Linked DNA regions of Zea mays: region 2 is linked to region 1. A link is a contact called in public Hi-C data. All regions are on one chromosome and are shown on one strand. Each heading gives the region's core, a stretch centred on a gene start, on an enhancer-like site or on the middle of the called end of the contact. The rest is flanking DNA. Distances are from core to core; before and after follow the strand shown. Region 1 has its middle 120 kb from the start of LOC100284736. Region 2 holds the start of LOC100284736 (xyloglucan endotransglucosylase/hydrolase protein 23).

Region 1 (4,688 bases), core at 1,543-4,042:
TCAATGGATCTGGCTAAAGTAAGAGAGATAGTGGGATGGAAGATATCAAGCTCGGTCACTGAAATCCAGAGTTTTCTAGGACTCGCGGGTTACTACCGTCATTTTATCGAAGGATTCTCCAAGATAGCAAAGCCTAGGACCTCCCTACTAGAAAAAGGAAAGGAGTTTAAGTGGACTCGTGAATTTCAAGAGAGTTTCAATCAACTAAAGTTTAGATTGATGTCACCCCTAGTGTTGGTTATGCCTGATCTGCAGAAGGGATTTGGTATATATTGTTATGTGTGCCACCAGGTCTTGGGATGTGTTCTTATGCAATAAGGACATGTCATTGCCTACGCGTCTCGCCAATTGCGGAAACATGAGTTGAACTACCCCACTTATGACTTAGAACTGGCCGCTGTAGTGTATGCCCTTAAGATTTGGAGGCATTATATAATGGGAACTAAGTGCCAAGTCTATACTAATCACAAGAGCTTAAAGTATATCTTCACTCAGAAAGATCTCAACCTTAGGCAACACCATTGGTTGGAGCTCATCAAAGATTATGACTTAGAAATTCACTATCATCTGGGCAAGGCGAATTTAGTTGTGGATGCCTTGAGTCAGAAGGAACATGTTCATGCAGCTATAGTAGCCCAGTTACCTGATGAGTTTGTAGAAGACTTTGAAAGACTCAACCTGGGAATAGTTGCACATACTAAAGGGATCACTATAGAAGTGGAACCTACCTTGGAGCAAGAGATATGCAAGGGTCAGATTGATGATGCTAAAATTCAAGAAATCAAAGATCTGGTGGCAGAAGATAGAGGTCAAGAATTCGCAGAGGATGAACAAGGCACAATATGGTTCAAGAATAGGATATGTGTTCCTGAGATTGACAGCCTCAGTGAGACCATACTGAAGGAAGCCCATGACTCAGACTATTCTATTCATCCTGGTAGTACCAAGATGTATCAAGATCTAAAGCAGAAGTACTGGCGGTATGGGCTGAAAAGAGATGTAGCTGCACAAGTGGCTGTATGTGATGTATGTTAGAGTCAAAGCTGAACATCAGAGGCCAGCTGGACTGCTACACCCGTTAAAGGTGCCCGAAAGGAAGTGGGAAGAAATTGGTATGGACTTCATTGTCAGGTTGCCTCGCACCCCGAAAGGTTATGATTCCATATGGGTGATCGTGGATAGATTAACCAAAGTGGCTCACATTATCCCGGTCAAGAGTACTTACAAGGGTTCCCAGTTGGCAGAGTTATATATGTCTTGAATTGTGTGCTTACATGGGGTACCTAAGAAGATTGTTTCTGATCGAGGATCTCAGTTTACCTCAAGGTTTTGGAAGAGTCTCCATGAGAACATGGATACAAAGTTGAATTTCATCTCGGCTTATCATCCCCAAACTGATGGCTAGACTGAGAGAACCAACCAAGTGCTTGAGGATATGTTAAGAGCTTGTGCCCTTAAGCGTGGAGGTAGTTAGGACAAGAGTCTGCCATATGCAGAGTTCTCTTACAATAATAGTTATCAGGCCAGTCTGTAGATGTCTCCATTGAAGCTTTATATGGCAAAAAGTGTAGAACCCCTCTGTATTGGGATCAGACTGGTGAGAGGCAGTTCTTCGGGCCAGAAATTATTCAAGACGTAGAGGAACAAGTTCGGATGATCAGGGAGAAATTGAGGATAGCACAAACCTGACAGAAGAGTTATGCTGATAATCGAAGAAGACCACTGGAATTCGAAGAGGGTGATCACGTATACCTAAAGGTGTCACCAATTTGTGGTATGAGGAGATTTAAAGTTAAAGGTAAGCTATCCCCTCGCTTTATTGGACCCTTCAAAATCCTTAAGCGAGTTGGAGAGATGGCCTACCAGCTTGAGCTACCAGACCATCTATCTGATGTCCATGATGTGTTTCACATATCTCAACTTAAGAAGTGTCTCCGGGTTCCAGAGGAACATTTGCCTATGGAAGAAATTAGTGTGCAGGGTGATCTAACCTACACTGAGCATCCTATGAAGATCATTGACACCTTGAATCGGGTTATGCGAAACAAAGTGATCAAAATGTGCAAAGTGCAATGGAGTCATCATGGGGTAGATGAAGCTACTTGGGAGAGGGAAGAAGAATTACAAGTAGAGTTTCCCCACCTCTTTCCTAGCATGTAGTAATCTCGAGGTCGAGATTATTTTTAAGGGGGATAGGATTTGTAATACCCAACTTGTAGATAGTAAAAGAGAAGACTTAATCTCCTTATATGTATTGCCCTCTATTCATTAGAACATATGCATAATCATATTTAAAGTGAATAAATTAACTAATGAAACATAAATAATCTGGAGGTTATTTGTTTGTGCACTTAATAATAAAAATAATAAAAATAAAAATATACTAATGTTGAAATTTGAGTTTAATCTAAATTGAAATCGAGAATTTGAGAATGAAATAGAAAAGAAGAGAAGAGAAAAAGGAAAAAAACAATAAACTATAAAGAAAAATGTGTGGTATAGGAAAAATGATTCCTCGTGCTAGTATTTCTATTTGTGCATTTAATCTAGGTATGAGACTTACAAACAAATTTGAAATTCAAAGACTAGAATTTGAAATGGAGAAAGACATTCATACTAAAATAAGAAAAACAAAAGAAAACCCCGGCTGGGCCAACATCCTGAATTTGGCCCACCATCGCTTTTCAGCAACTCGGCCCAACTGGGCTGTGTGTCGCGCCGACAGGCGGGCCATGCCTGTCCGCGGCTGTCGCGCGCACCACTGGGCAGATTCCCTCACCGGGGTGCCAGCACCACTTGCCAGTGACCATATCGCGTGCGCCTCATCGCCTCTGATTCCGACCGGTGGGCCCTACTGTAGCCACTCGCGTTCTCGCGCCAACGCTGATCTTCGGGCCCCTGCTGCCAGTCACTGCACGGTGTAATCCCGACGGAAACCTTGCGCGCGGCGAAGCTCAGCCTGATCCAATCCCAGGAATCTCGATGGCAGTTTCAACTAACCGCTCCACCAGCTGGTGGCTCGATGACCCGTCCTTTAAGACCGTGACCCAGGCACCTGCGTAGGATCGTTGTTCCCGGTTGTGCGCGCCAAAAAAAGAGGAAAGGAGAGCAGAGCGCCGCCGTGAGAGAAATTCCATCCGACCGCCGATTTGACCCTGCGAACCAGACCAAAGAGGGAGCGTAGGGAGCGGGGGAAGAAGCGCGTTGGAGCCCCTCACCGTGGGAGGGCCTAGATAAACAACAATTTCTCGCCGGAGTTGTTCATCGTCGTGGAGCCGCCTCGCGCCGTTGGGCAACTCGACTTCGCTTCAATCACGGGTGAGGACCTCCTTCTCGGATCCGATATTGTCTAGGCTTCAATTAGCGCTTAGAATAAATTAGAATCGTGCGCCGTGTGCCGGGCATGCCGTGCGCCAGTGGTAGCGCCGCCGCGGGGCCATGTTCTCATCGTCCGATCGGGTGGAGGTGAGGGGTGAGCCAGGTACCGTGGATCCTTTATTTACGGCTAAGATTAGCGTAGCCTTACCCTTTCTTTCGCCCGAGACATGGCCATTGATCTGGTGATCCTCGGCCAATAATGGGTCGCTAGTGTTTTAAATCGTTGCTGTCGATCTCCGATCGGTCGGTCCAGGAGCGGTTTCTGTTACTTAAAAGCCCCATCTTAGATCTCGGATCCGACGGTCAGTTTTGTGTATCGGTTCGTTTGGGATTCTATCTAATCTGAGTCATTGGTGGGTGATCGGATGGCTGTGATTAGGGGATGCCTTGGGCCGTGAGAGTTTTGCGTATGAGCCCTCGGGGAAGATACAAACTAACCCGCCATCCACGGTTGTCTTAGAATCATTACCAAGAAGTCTTAGTTCTTATAAACCAACACCTGGATTTTCTAGGAATAGTGCCCGCCACCCAATGCTTTGAGGAAGCAATAAATAAATTAAAGAAATTGATTTTTAGCATAAAATTTATTCACCAACTTTAGGAAATTCATAACTTCTTTAATTTAGCGCCAAATTGATCCATTCCAGTTGCATTAGACTCATATTAATATTGTCTATCAGTTAGTAACCTTATTTTACCATGTAACATAGAGATTAAATCAAGCACTCATTTTGTTTTATATTTAGCACCTAAATATTCAGAAAATCATAACTCTTAAACCGTAACTCCGAATTTAGTGGTTCTTGAACCTAGGATCTCATTATGATGCGTAGAATATTATCATGCATCATGTTCTGATGTTTGGTGTGATGTTAATTTCTCCTCGCCATGTCTGTTTGTATTGTTGCGAGTAGACGAGCAAGCAATTGAGGAGCCCGGTACTCAACAGGTGGAAAATACTGAGCAAGAGCTCATTGAAGGCAAGTTGTGCCCTTGACCACTTTTATTTACCCAATAATGTTCTCTATAATCAATTTGGCATGCTTAGGCTTAATTTTGATGGGATCCAATAGGTCACCCTAGTTTGGTCATCTTTATACCTTGTTTACCACTGAACTTTTTGGGTACTATTTGCTATTACTATATGTGGTTTTGGGTATTAAGATAATTATTATTTATGATCATGCTTTATTATTGTTGTTTTATTCTATTCATGATAAGACTATTGTGTTAATTGGAACATATAGCTTAACTTGAGATAAACGTGCCACCACAAGGGTGGAATGGGACGCCTTGGCTGACTAATTAGG
Region 2 (4,764 bases), core at 1,611-4,110, 110 kb after region 1:
AAGGAGTATCATGTCGTAGCTGCCGTCGAGGGACATGAACTCAAGACTCCTGAAACGGAGCACCGTCCCGGGTTGGAGAGGTTGTTGGAGACTGCCCATCTGGAGCTTGACGGGAAACTGCTCGTCAACACGCAGCGTGCCCCTACCTGGCGCGCCAACTGTCGGCGTTTCGAGACCGGGGGTCCCTCAGGCCGACGAGTGAGTGCCGCGTGCCCCAGCCCAGATGGGTCGAGCGTGTGGGCGAGCACGAAGGGGGGAGAGGAGCGAGGCGGCCGGAGTCCGGCGTGAGAGTGGTGGGAATCCCGCGGCCTTCGTGTTCGTCCCGCGCCCAGGTCGGGTGCGCTTGCAGTAGGGGGTTACAAGCGTCCACGCGGGTGAGGGAAGCGAGCGGCCCCAAGGGAGCGCCTGTCTCGTCCTCGTCCTCGCGCGGCCAACCCTCTCTAAGAGGGCCCTGGTCCTTCCTTTTATAGGCGTAAGGAGAGGATCCAGGTGTACAATGGGGGTGTAGCGTGGTGCTACGTGTCTAGCGGGGGAGAGCTGACGCCCTAAGTACATGCCAATGTGGCAGCCAGAGAGATCTTGGCACCCTGCTGGTGTGATGTCGTGGCGGTCGGAGGAGCGACGGTGCTTGGCGGAGGGACAGCTGTTGGAGCGGTCGAGTCCTTGCTGACGTCTACCTGCTTCCGTAAGAGAGCTGGGAGCCGCCATCGTCACAGAGCGTGCGGGGGCGCCATTATTGCCTATCTGGCGGAGCTAGCCAGATGGGACACCGGTCTTGTTCCCTACGGCCCGAGGCGGCTCGGGGTAGGATGATGATGGTGCTTCCTGTTGACGTGGCTGGCCTGCGCCCTAGGTTGGGCGACGTGGAGGCTCCTCCGAAGCCGAGGTCGAGTCTGTCTTCCGTGGCCGAGGCCGAGCCTCTAGGTCGGGCGAGGCGGAGGTCGTTCGGCGGAGGCCAGGGCGGAGTCTGAGCCCTGGGGTCGGGCGAAGCGGAGTTCGTCGTCTTCCGGGGCCGAGCCCTGGGTCGGGCGGAGCGGAGTTCGCCGTCTTCCGGGACTTAGCCCGAGTCCGAGCCCTGGGTCGGGCGGAGCGGAGTTCGCCGTCTTCCGGGACTTAGCCCGAGTCCGAGCCCTGGGTCGGGCGGAGCGGAGTTCGCCGTCTTCCGGGACTTAGCCCGAGTCCGAGCCCTGGGTCGGGCGGAGCTTCCTATGGCGCCTTTGGCAGGACCTGACTGCCTGTCAGTCTCACTCTGTCAAGTGGCGCTGTAGTCGGAGTGGCGCGGGCGGCGCTGTCCTTCTGTTAGACCGGTCAGTGGAGCGGAGAAGTGACGGCGGTCACTTCGGCTCTGCCGGAGGGCGCGCGTCAGGATAAGGTGTCAGGTCACCTTTGCATTAAATGCTCCTGCGATTTGGTCGGTTGGTGCGGCGATTTAGTCAGGGTTGCTTCTTAGCGAAGGCAGGGCCTCGGGCGAGCCGGAGATGTGTCTGCCGTTGGAGGGGGGCCTCGGGCGAGACGGAAACCATCCGGGGTCGGCTGCCCTTGTCCGAGGCTAGGCTCGGGCGAGGCGTGATCGAGTCGCTCGAATGGACCGATCCCTGACTTAATCGCACCCATCAGGCCTTAGCAGCTTAATGCTGATGGGGGTTACCAGCTGAGAATTAGGAGTCTTGAGGGTACCCCTAATTATGGTCCCCGACACGATTTTTTCACAAAAGGTCCAAAAACTGTTAAACGAAGCCTCAACAATCAGGGAGTGTTCGAAAGCAAAATATTTCAAAACCATGGTTTTAAAATATTACGGGTTTTAAGATGTCATGTCATAGTCGTAGTATTTTTTACGTCACTTTTAGCAATACGTGTTTGGAGAGAAAGTATCTCAAACTATGTTATTTAGTATACATGTGCAAGGCTAGTCATCGACCAAAAACTCTGGGTTGGAGTGGAGTTTAAAATACTCCAAAAAGTCCATGCTATCTACAAAACTTTGGAATTCAAAACACAAATTTTTACAATATAGTCAAACACACCAAACAACTCTAGCGTGGAGCTGTAGTTTATAATATCAATTTAAATAGTTTTAAAAAATATTTTTAGTCTAAATAATAAACGTTTCTTATAAAGACTTACAATTCTAGCTTCATAATTTTCTGGAGCATCTAATGACTTGCTTTACCAATTCCATTAAATTTTTTAGAGCCGGAGGTATGACAACAAGACCTTAATACCGTGATTTTACCTTAAAACTCTAAAAGTATTTTGCTTCTAAACAACTCCTCACCCTTTTGCAGTTCTAGTTCCGCCGCATTGCATCCACGCGTGCAGGACGAAGCAGGCATGTGTGCGGAAGGGCAACGGCGCAATGCGGCACAGCCGCACAGGCGGCACGAGCGGGGCAAGCAAGCCGCCTGCCCACTGGCCAGTGCAACCACCAGCCGTGGCCTCGCTGTAAAGTGACCCACACGGCGACCGGACGCGGCAAGACCAAAGGAGCCGCGCAAAAGGCTGCACGCCACGCACTTTCCGCACCCCTTTCGCGGATGATGCCGCCGGATCGCAGATGAATGGATGATGGACGGGCCCGGCCCCCACACGGCGTGTACCTACGCGGCGGACAGGTCCAGGGCCAGGCTCGCTCGACTGGATCCAGTGCGCGGCCAACCGTGCCATGCCATCTCCCAAATCTACCCGCTCCCACATTTACTCCTCCGCGCCGGGGACGCGCCAGCCCGGCCGGCACTCGCCCGTTGGTTCACCACCAGCTGTCCGTGCCCGGCCGCGGCTGCCTGCCACGGCTAAGCAACTGGCCCCGGGCGCTCCTGACCTCCAGTATAAATACCACCCCCACACCAATCTACTATCCAAGTTCCATATCCAACACACACAGCAACGCTCGCTCGACACTGTCACTAGCTAGTTGCTCTACTAGAGGGCGGGTATAGAGCTGCCTGCAATCCGCCGCTGAGAAGGGAGGATCGGAAGCGACGATGAGGTCGTTTGCTCCTGTCTTTCTGTCGGCGGTCGTGGCCTGGCTGGAGCTGGCGGGCACCGCGCAGGGCGGCAACTTCTACCAGGACACAGAGATGACCTGGGGCGATGGCCGCGGCAAGGTAGTGGACGGCGGGCGCGGGCTGGACCTGACGCTGGACCGCACGTCCGGCTCCGGGTTCCAGTCCAAGAGCGAGTACCTGTTCGGCAAGATCGACATGCAGATCAAGCTGGTGCCAGGCAACTCCGTGGCACGGTCACCACCTTCTACCTGTCGTCCCAGGGCGACGCGCACGACGAGATCGACTTCGAGTTCCTGGGCAACGTGAGCGGGGAGCCCTACACGCTGCACACCAACGTGTTCACGCGCGGACAGGGCCAGCGGGAGCAGCAGTTCCGCCTCTGGTTCGACCCTACCACTGCCTTCCACACCTACTCCATCCTGTGGAACCCGCAGCACGTGATCTTCGCGGTGGACGGCACCCCGGTGCGGGACTTCAAGAACCACGAGGCGCGCGGGGTGGCGTTCCCGAGGACGCAGCCCATGAGGCTGTACGCCAGCCTGTGGAACGCCGACGACTGGGCCACGCAGGGCGGGCGCGTCAAGGCGGACTGGTCCAAGGCCCCCTTCGTCGCCTCCTTCCGCGGTTTCAGCGCCGACGCCTGCGTCTGGGACGGCGGCAGGCAGCGCTGCCCTGAGGGCACCATGGAGGCCGCCGCCGTCGCGGGTGCCGGCTCCGGCCGCGGCTGGTGGAACCAGCAGCTCAGCGACATGAGCTACCGCCGCATGCGCTGGGTGCAGCGCAAGTTCATGATCTACAACTACTGCGCCGACGCCAAGCGCTTCCCGCAGGGCGTGCCCGCCGAGTGCAAGCTCCGGTGAGGGAGCGAGGTTTGTTGGGACGTCCGTGGGGCATCAAAACCAAGCACGATCCCTAGTCGTGGAAAGTAGAAACCAGGCATCGATTCGATCGTCGTCGACGGTCTTAGTAGTAGCTACTTATTTTGCAGTGGGCGATGAAAGAATGGTGTCATGTAAATGTAGCTCCAGTCGTGTCGCATTCTTTGATTTGTTGTTTCAGCAGCACCGGATGTACAAGTACTGAGTTTGGGCTAGCAAGAATAAGTAATCTTTTTCGGCCATGCATGCATCGCACATACGGGTTCTGTCATCACTCATCAGTGTGCGGGGGCATCCTAGCTGGAGTCTTGGACATATGGAGTCATTGAGAGCCAGAGACAGACAACAACCTGTAAACTGGACCCTTGCGTGACGCGTGAGAGGGACCGGAACCCGATGAAAGCCTGTCCTGATTCTGACGGATGTAGGTACGGTCCATTTATATTTTCTCCTCTATATTCTTTTCACCTGCCACGTAAATAATCTTTCTTTCTCTATATCTCTATTCTAGTTCTCTCTGAATCAAACCTTATACCCATCACCAAAATTTAATATCATTTTGTTCTCAGCATCCCTAACAAAAGCAGGCGCACAGACAACAGCATCTCCCGGAGGACCTGCATGGAGGAGCATGGCGGCAACAGCATCCCGCGTGGGGCCTGCATGGAGGACATAGCGTGGTGCTGGACGTGGGGCGAGAGAGAGAGAGAGTTTCATCTGGATGGGGGAAACCAAAGTGGGTACGGTTGCAGGTAATATAGAGTGCTACTGTAGCTGCTATGCAAGGGCAGAGAGAATGGAAGAGGCAACCGGTGAAGATAGCCTTATATCAAGGCAGACTAGGATCGCGACAGATGAGGACCGACACTATCCCTACT

The links. A called contact is a pair of places that touch in the nucleus more often than the background predicts.
Region 2: a Hi-C map of bundle sheath shows a contact between it and region 1, with 2.5 times the contacts expected there. The contact joins the promoter of LOC100284736 here to the enhancer-like site in region 1. A contact is called at or near these places in 2 of 25 Hi-C or Micro-C datasets (bundle sheath and endosperm).

What each region holds. Positions count from the first base shown.
Region 1 is chr8:54,178,544-54,183,231 of Zm-B73-REFERENCE-NAM-5.0, forward strand. No RefSeq gene overlaps it. Among protein-coding and RNA genes, the nearest start is that of LOC100284736, 120 kb to the right of the region's middle. Within about 2 kb of position 2,793, at least 17 of the 20 cell types and tissues checked have an H3K27ac peak or open chromatin away from gene starts, as enhancers often do. A contact at or near this core is called in bundle sheath, where this site is marked.
Region 2 is chr8:54,293,453-54,298,216 of Zm-B73-REFERENCE-NAM-5.0, forward strand. LOC100284736 (xyloglucan endotransglucosylase/hydrolase protein 23) reads left to right here and starts at 2,861. Exons shown (of 2, transcript NM_001157631.2): 1 at 2,861-3,232; 2 at 3,235-4,101. The coding sequence starts at 2,985. The coding sequence ends at 3,868.